Regions from separate parts of the Sus scrofa genome. Here region 2 is linked to region 1. Evidence: chromatin contacts called from public Hi-C data. All regions are on one chromosome and are shown on one strand. The core of a region is the stretch at or near the end of the contact, and the rest is flanking DNA. Distances in the headings are between cores, read along the strand shown. Region 1 holds the start of CD300A (CMRF35-like molecule 8). Region 2 holds the start of GPR142 (probable G-protein coupled receptor 142).

Region 1 (4,316 bases), core at 557-3,056:
TTAAGCCTCCCAGGAAGGGGGCACGGTGAGTAGTAATAGTCCCATTTCACAGATGGAGCGACCGACGGCACAAGGGCACTCAAGCAGCAGGAATGCAGCTTGGGGCCTCCCTGCTCTCCTGACCCCATTGTCACCGTCAGGGGTCCTCTGAGGCCGGCTCCCCTCCCCCACCCTGCACCCTCAGCCCCGCTCCCTGGAGGGATTTCAGCAGAGACCCTGGAGTCCAGTGCTGGGACAAGACTGCCCCTGTGGGCACCTGCCCTGCTTGTGGTTCCTGGGGAGTGGGGAGGGGGCTGTTGATGACGTTGCTCCTTCCCCATCCTGGCGTGCAGACCCCTGGCCTCCGCTTGAACCTAGTTTTGGTTGAGAGGTAACTTAGGGGACACACTCGTGTCTTCGGGCTCAGTGGGCTGGATTTAATGGGCTCGCATCCTTTTACGTTCTGGTCCTTTCTGCTCCCTGGGAGTGGAGTTGGGCAAAGAGGATGAGAGAGGCCCGGGTGGCCTGGTTTTCTCTGGATCCATCTCCAATCAGTCTCCCTCCCGCTGGAAGTGCAGTGGGCACGTGAGCCTGGGGCAAGGGGGGCCCGGTGTGATCCCTGCTTTCATCTTCCTGTGACCAGGTGACACGTGGGTGGCTTAGGAGATAAAATGCAGTAATAGGCACTGCGGGGGACAGAGGCACAAGAGGGGCTTGGAGAAGGTGGGGCAGGGGTCTTCTGAGAAGATGGCTTGAGCTGGTCTTGAATGAGGGAGTGTGGGAGGGGGCGTGGAGAAAGCTGGGGATGAAAGAATGACTTTGAAGAGCCCCCCTCCTACTCCAGGGCCCCAGTCACTGTGAGTGACACTGAGAGCCAGGAGCAGCCCCGGGGGGGACCGCCCCTGCTGAGCCCCCCACCCCTACCCCTATTGCTGCCCAGTGGGCTCTGCAGGTCTCAATTCCTGTCCAGGCACCTGGGAGGAGGGGACAGGAAGCCTCCAGGAGGCCTCTGGCTGGGACACGGAGGGCTCTCAGGCCTCTGGCTGGGACAGCCACCCACCTGCTCTCCCCCAGCTTCTCCTTCTTCTCTGTCTCGACCACAGCACGTCCAGGCCTAAGCAGAAGAGCTTGTTGTGGCCATCACCTTGTCTGGGGACAGTGGTCCTGGGGTGGTGGGATGCCCTGGGACATGCCGGTCCAGCTCCCTTGGCCCCTGGAAGGTCAGGCCACCCTGGGGCAGCTTCCCTAGAGGCGGGCAGGAGGGCGCCGTGTGGGGAGTCCTGGTGTAGGGGAAGGCGGGGCCAGACACTGCGGGGTCCCACCTCAGATGCCGGCCTCACCCACGCTTCTGTGGAAGGGAAACCAGAGGCTCTCGGCCCTCCGTGTGCCCTCGCCCTCCCCTCACTGCTTCTCATGTGCAGTCCGTCCCTTTGCTGGGTGGATCATGCAGTGATTTTTTTTCATTTTAGGGCCCCACCTACGGCCTATGGAAGGTGCCAGCTAGGGGTCGAATCAGAGTTGCAGCTGCCAGCCTATGCCCTAGCCACGATCCAAGTGGTGTCTGTGGCCTATGCTGCAGCTCAAGGCAACGCCAGATCCTTAACCCTCTGAGCAAGGTCAGGGATCGAACCTGAATCCTTGTGGATACTGGTCAAGTCCTTAACCCACTGAGCCACAACAGGAACTCCTCATGTAGTGATGAAACCCCTAGCAGGTGCAGTCCACCTCTGCCAGGCCCCTGAAGCGTAGTAGGTGCCCCATGGTTGGGGAAGGCCCTCCTCCATCGCCAGCTGTCAAGCTCCTCTTCTCCCCGCCAGCCACAGACACCAGCTGCTTCCTGCTTCTGGGCCCAGCCTCTTGGCTTTTGTGGCTGCACTTAAAGACACTCCCTCCCTGGGGCCCCCTTGGCTTTCCTGAGAGCTCAGGCGGAGGAAGAGACAGAGCTGAAGGGGAGCCACCCGCCTCTGAGTCTGTGCTGCCTTGGAGAGGGAGGTGCTGCTGAGCTCAGCACCCCCAAATCTCTCCTGGGGCCCTGCGGTTCTCAGGACCCAATGCTGCTGCTGTCGCTCTGCCCAGGAAGCCTCCACCATCACCATCGGTCCCCCACCCCAGCCCATGCGTCCACCCTGGGGAGAGGACCCCCGACCTGGTGAGAGGCTTTATGGCCAAGGACCTGCCCTGAGAAAGGTGAGCAGTGGGGGAAGCGCCACTTCCTTAATTTTCTGACATTGTGGGGTAACTTTGCGTCATTCTGTTTCTCCATTAGGGTTTGTGGACACGTTAGGGTGAGCAGGATGGGTGTGGCAAGGATCAATTCCCCTGGCCCTTTCCTCTTGGCCGTAATTCAAGTGTTTCTCTACCTCCCTAAAGACAAGTGCATCCTATAGACTATTTATAAAGCCTATGTCTCCCTGCGAAATCCTATTTTCCTATCATTTTTCCTTAAAGTAAAGACTTGTTCCTTTAGGGAACAAAACTGGCTTGAGTATACTATTTCCTCACATTTGAGTATTTTTATTTTTATTTTAGTTTAATTTTTATTTCTTTTGTCTTTTCTAGGGCTACGCCCGCTGCATATGGAGGTTCCCAGGCTAGGGGTCTAATCAGAGCTGTAGCCTCCGGTTTAAGCCACAGCCACAGCGACATGGGATGCAAGCCACGTCTGCAACGTACACCACAGCTCACGGCAACACCGGATACTTAACCCACTGAGCAAGGCCAGGGGTCGAACCCGGAAGCTTATGGTTCCTAGTCGGATTCGTTAACCACTGTGCCACGATGGGAACTCCTGAGTATTTTTATAATTATGGCCCTTATTGATCCTTCAGATTATCTATTACTACTGACCTTTTATAGGAGCTGTAGGTTTGGGTCAAGGTCATAGCAGTGGTAGTGGACAAATTCTGGGGGCTCCCCACTCTTAACTGTGACAATTCAAGACTGTAGCAATAGCTTTTCGTGGTTGTACTGAAAAATATACATTTCTGGAAACTTTACAGCCAGAGCAGGAAGAGCAGGGCGATCTGGGGACTTGGAGCTAATGTCGGGAAGCTCTCAGGTGACACGTCCCACGTTAAGATTAATTTCCTACCCTCACGCGGACCTTCTGTGCAAGCTGGGGGCCCTTGTCACGAGGAATATGTGAGCGTGGGTGTATGTGTTGGTACGTGTGTGTGTGTCTGTGGGTATGTGTTTGCATGTTTGTGTGGGTGCATGTGTATTTGTATGTTTGTGTGTGCACACAGTGTGTGTGTGTGTGTGTGTGTGTGTGTGAGCTGTATGTGGAGCGGGGAAGGGGAGGGGGTCCCTGGAAGCCTACTGAGTCCCACTCTGTGCCCAGCCCTCCTGGGTCCAGTGGGGGCTTCACAGGAAGGAAGGTCACAGACCTGAGAATGTTTTCCAAGATGAAGTCATTCAGGGGGAGTTCCCTTCGTGGCGCAGTGGAAACGAACCCGACTAGGAACCATGAGGTTGTGGGTTCGATCCCTGGCCTCGCTCAGTGGGTTAAGGACCCGGCGTTGCTGTGAGCTGTGGTGTAGATTGCAGATGCGGCTCGGATCCCAAGTGGCTGTGGCTGTGGTGTAGGCTGGTGGTTACGGCTCTGATTAAACCCCTAGCCTGGGAACCTCCATATGCTGTGGGTGCGGCCCTAAAAAGACCCCCCCCACACACACACAAAAAAAAGCAGTAGCAGAAGAAAACCACTCAGGGGTCCTTGCGCCAACTTGAGGGGCGGGGCCTTGAGCCCGGGGTCTCAGGAAAAGGCTCCTCCCCCAGGGCGGTCGCACTGCGGGCCCCGCCCAGGGCCCTGGCTCCTCCCCCAGGGCGCTCACCCTGACCATCCGGACCACAGGGAAACCAAGGGAGTTACTGGCCTGGTCAGAAGGGAACTTCACCTGTGGCTTTGGGGGATGGGAGGGAAGGGCAAGTGAGCTGTGGGGGTTGGGAAGGGTCTCCTCACTGAAGTACCTACAGACCCTGCCACAGGGGCTGCGTGTGTGTCAGGCGCCCCAGGTGGCTTCTCCCCCTCAGCGACTTCCATCTTCCCACCAGCTCCAGGAACAGAAATGAAAAGATGCTGAGCAAAGAAGCTGAGAAGAAAAGCGGAAGTGGGAGCCTGGAGGCCTGACCCTCCTCCGTTTCCGGGTGGGGCGCTACTGAATCCTCCTGCCCAGCTGGTGCCTTGCTGCTGCTGCAGGTGACATCTGTGCAGGAGAGATGGCTCCGTGGAACTGGGTCGCCTGGCTGACCCCGGCTCTGCTGCTTCTCTGGCTCCCAGGTGAGGGTGGGCTGCCCAGGAAGGGTTGGAGAGGGAGGGAGTGCGAGGGGGAGGGCTG
Region 2 (4,316 bases), core at 1,218-3,717, 84 kb before region 1:
ATACTTTTTTTAATATCCTTTTTTTTTTTTTTGAAGTATTTACTTACCTCTTGATTTTCTTGCTAATTTTGAGTTTCTTTAGTGTGGAAACTGGTTTTGGTCTTTTTGGCCACACCTGCTGTATGCAGAAGTTCCTGGGCCAGGGATCGAACCTGGGCTATAGCAGTAACAATGCTGAACCCTTAAACGCTAGGCCACCTAAACACACTTCTTAACTCTAGTCTTGGAGTTCTCCTGTGGCTCAGCAGGTTAAGGATCCAGCGCTGTCACTGCAGAGGCTTGGGCTGCTGCTGTGGCTCATGTCTGAACCCTGCCTTGGGAACTTCTGCATGTCACAGTCACAGCCAAAAAAACAAAACAAAACAAAACAAAAAAACACCTTCAGTCTCCAGAGGCTCTGCGGCTAGATGTGTCTGTCTCTAGATGTGTCACCCACCTGCACCAGAAACTCCCACGCCCCACCTATGCGCCAGAGCACCTGTATGTTCTAAGCATTCTGGGGAGTGTTATGGTGTTATGTACACCCTCAGGCTAAGATCTACCTTCTAGAATTAGATGAGTGGCATTTCAAGTGTGCAGAGATCAGGGAGGCTCCAGGTTACTAAGAAGACTCAGGAGGGTTCCCCCAAACTCCCCATCTCTAAGAAGTCCCGCCCCTTACTAGTTCTAACTTGTTATTCATATATATATATATTTTGTCTTTTTCGTGCTGCACCCATGGTATATGGAGGTTCCCAGGTTAGAGCTCCAATTAGAGATGTAGCTGCCGGCCTACACTTAGGGGTCCAATTTGACCCCTAGCCTGGAAACCACCATATGCCATGGGTGTGGCCCTAAAAAGAAAAAAAAAATATATATATATAGCAGGAAGGAATCGTTCCCTGAAGTCACTGACTCAGTATTGTAAGCTGCCCCTGAAACCAGGCTATCCCCCGGTGCCACACCCACTGTTCTGCCTCGGCATCACGCTCTTCCGCCAGCTGGAGTGCTGGGTGCCTGACCCACTCCCCCTCCTCTATAAAGCCTGAGCTCACAGTGGCCTCTGGCGGGCTGAGCACCTGCTCTTCGGCAGAAGATGGTGGGAGGCAGTGACCAGCCACCTGCTCTAGGGAAAGGACAAACCTGAGTTTGGATTCCAACCCCCACTTACTAGCTCTGTGGCTTTAGCCTAGTTGCTGGACTTCTCTGAGCCTCGATTCCCTCTTGTGTGAAACGGATGTAACTGGATTGAGCCTGCAGGGCTGCCAGTAGGGTGGCACATGGAGGACAGGGGAGGTCCTGGGAAATGTTGGCAGAGATTCACATCAGGCTGTAAGCGGCCCCTTGCTCACCCACAGTCTCCTGCTGCAGGGGGGTTGCAGGTTGGGGAATTCCTTGCCTTCTCTGGGGCTGGAGTCCCAGACACTCTGCCTGGGGACCTGAGTGGGTACTGCCTGTTGTCCAGGTGACTTGGCTAAAGCCAGTGACTCTCGGAAGCCTGCAGAGTCAGGACCTGGCCACCAGGGGGCAGCAAGGCCTCTGTGAGTCCCCCAACTGGGTGTGGAGGTGGGGCTGGGATTTCAGAGAGCTCTAGCCCCAGAGGTGGGATGTAACGGAGGGGGCCTAGAAACCCACTCAGCAACATTCCCAGAGGGCAAGCGGGGCAAGCGATACCAGGCTGGGCCTCAACTCTCCCTGGAGAAAATCCACACAGTGTCCCTGGCGCCCACTGTGGGCTGCACTGGTCACTCTTCCCCTCGTGGGGTGGGGCAACTGGCCAGAAGCAGATCCCAGCCTCTCCAGAGTGTTGGCTACACTAGGTGGTGTTTATTTGCCAGTGACTGATTTTCCATGAAGGATGGTCCGTTTCACCAGGAAAACAATAGCTTGCGGGGGTAGGGCACTGGGTCTTGCCTTCCCAGCATGGCTGGCAGCCTGGGAGGCTTCTCCTGGTGGTCCTGGCGGGCATTGCACATGGCTTCCTGCCATGCTTCCAAGCCAGCAGCCCCCTGGGTAGCCTCCTTGGCCCATAGCCCACAGCCACCACAGGACTGACTCCTTCAAACTTGGCCCCTGAGTCCTCTCTCCAGAAGGGGGTCCTGCCCATGGCAGCCTCACCTCTCCTCCCCTGGCACTGGTTTCCCCCACTCTCTAAAATTAGTAGAATCAGCTCTGGAAATCCTTCTGTCCCCAAGGTCCTTGCCCCCAGGGTGTGACTGTCAGCCTGAGCCCAGTGCCCTTGGAGCCCAAGGCAGCCCCACCAGAGCCCCGAGGCCACCTCCTCCCCCGGGTCCCCCTCCCAGCCTCTCCCCTTCCCTGCCTGTGCCCTCTCGCGATCCTTTGCTCCAGGCAGCATCTGCATTACAGGCTTATTCCCTCCACCTCAGCCCCACCCTCTCCTTCCTCCTCCTCCCCCCTCCCACCACCCCACCTCTCAGGCGCTGACCGCTGGCTCAGTGCTGCTGGAAGAATCGTGGAGAGCTGGCAATGCTGAGAGAGAGCTGCAGGGACCCCCAGAAAAAGCCACAGGGTGACCCAAGACTCAGGACCCAGGAGCATGAGGCTTACGGGACAAGGCACAGGTAAAGCCTCTAGGTCGGGGGTGGAAGGGGTGAGAAAGGCGGAAGGGCCAGTAAGAAACCTAGAGCCCAGGGCGGGGAGCTTGAAGCTGCTGGGGGAAATCAAAGTCGGAAGGTGAAACCCCAAATCCTAAAGCGTGGGCTGAGGCGGGCAGGACCAGAGCATGTGGCTGGTCTTTATCCCAGACTGGCCACCAGCCAGCTGCGTGTGATGGCAGGCAGGTCACCCTACCTCCTGGACTCAGCTTCCCCATCAGAAAGCCAGGGCCGTCCCAGCTCCAAGAGCATTAGAGGAGGAAGTTCTTTATCATCTAAAGGAGGGGAACTTAGTAACATCTCTCCTTTTTTGTTTTTTGTTTGTTTTTGTTTTTAGGGCCACACCTGCCGCATATGGAAGTTCCCAGGCTAGGGTCGAATCAGAGATGCAGCTGCCGGCCTACACCACAGCCACAGCCACAGCAATGCCAAATCCAAGCTGCATCTTCAACCCACACCACAGATCACAGCAGATCCTTAACCCACTGAGTGAGGCCAGGGATCGAACCTGAGTCCTCATGGGTACTAGTCGGGTTCATTACTGCTAAGCCGTGACGGGAACTCCGTTAACATCTCTCCTTAAAGATGGGCTGCCATTTGGTAAAGCCACGCAGCTGCCTGTGGTTCAAATCACCCAGGATGCTTTAAAAACCATAGCTGCTCAAGCCCCAGTCCGGACTCTCTGGCTCAGACTGCCTGGAGCGAGGCTCAGGAACCTGTATTTCACAAGTGCCCCACCTCCATCCCCACCCCCACCAGTGACTAGCAGCCCATTTTAGGGATCTGCTTTCCAGCCTTAAGATCCACGGGGAGCAATGAGATCGAGAAATGGCTCTGACAACAAGAAACGCCCACCGAGTCCTTCCTCCCATTCATGGGGGAGCCAGGCCACTGAGCCATGGCCTGGGATGGAGGGGACTTGACAATAGCAATTACCCTTTGGCCAGGCCTGACCGGGGGCCGGCCCAGAGCAGGGGTGAATAAAGGCCTCAGGGTCGGGGTCAGGGTCGGGGGGCGGGGGGGGGGGCTGCTGCCAGGCCAGGCTGGAAAGAGACCGAAGGCTCTAACCCCCACTTCTGCCCTTCCTAGCTGGCCAGCCTCGAGCGACCCTGCTGCCTACCGCCAATGGCAGTGGGCTGAGCCAGGAGTTTGAAGGCCATTGGCCAGAGATCCCAGGGAGGTCCCCATGTGTGGCCGGTGTCATCCCTGTCATCTACTACAGCGTCCTGCTGGGCCTGGGGCTGCCTGGTGAGTGGGGAGCTGGGGTCTGGGGGTTGGCAAGAAATGGGGGTCCTCCTTCAATGGGTGCCAATCCTCTGTGCTGACCCCTGAGACCCAGGACATAGACCCCAGGGATCCCTTTGCCTTTGTGGGGTGATCTGGGTCATCAGAGAGCAAAGCATAGTGGAAGTAAAAGTGAGAGGCCGGGAAGAGTGATAATAGTTAAACCCAAGGTGTGGCTCAGTGGAAATGAACCCCACTAGTATCCATGAGGACACGGGTTCGATCCGTGGCCCTGCTCCGTGGGTTAAGATCCACCATGAGCTGTGGTGTAGGTCGCAGGTGTGGCTCAGATCCCACGTTGCTGTGGCTGTGGTGCAGGCCGGCAGCTGTAGCTCCAATGGTACCCCTAGACTGGGAACTTCTGTGCACCGAGGGCGTGGCCCTAAAAAGCAAAATAAATAAATAAGCAAACCCAAGGTTTTACCAGAGCAGACAGCC

What was found. A called contact is a pair of places that touch in the nucleus more often than the background predicts.
Region 2: a contact with region 1 is called in a Hi-C map of epiblast stem cells, with 3 times the contacts expected there. The contact joins the promoter of GPR142 here to the promoter of CD300A in region 1. A contact is called at or near these places in 5 of 5 promoter capture datasets (fetal liver, fetal skeletal muscle, liver and 1 more), 33 of 47 Hi-C or Micro-C datasets (adipose tissue, alveolar macrophages, blood and 16 more) and 2 of 2 datasets of contacts at active chromatin or transcription factors (alveolar macrophages and skeletal muscle).

Annotation. Positions count from the first base shown.
Region 1 is chr12:6,678,819-6,683,134 of Sscrofa11.1, reverse strand. CD300A (CMRF35-like molecule 8) reads left to right here and starts at 1,806. Exons shown (of 8, transcript XM_021066678.1): 1 at 1,806-2,166; 2 at 4,033-4,258. The coding sequence starts at 4,198.
Region 2 is chr12:6,763,615-6,767,930 of Sscrofa11.1, reverse strand. GPR142 (probable G-protein coupled receptor 142) reads left to right here and starts at 2,467. Exons shown (of 4, transcript XM_021066682.1): 1 at 2,467-2,508; 2 at 2,510-2,561; 3 at 3,684-3,842. The coding sequence starts at 2,467.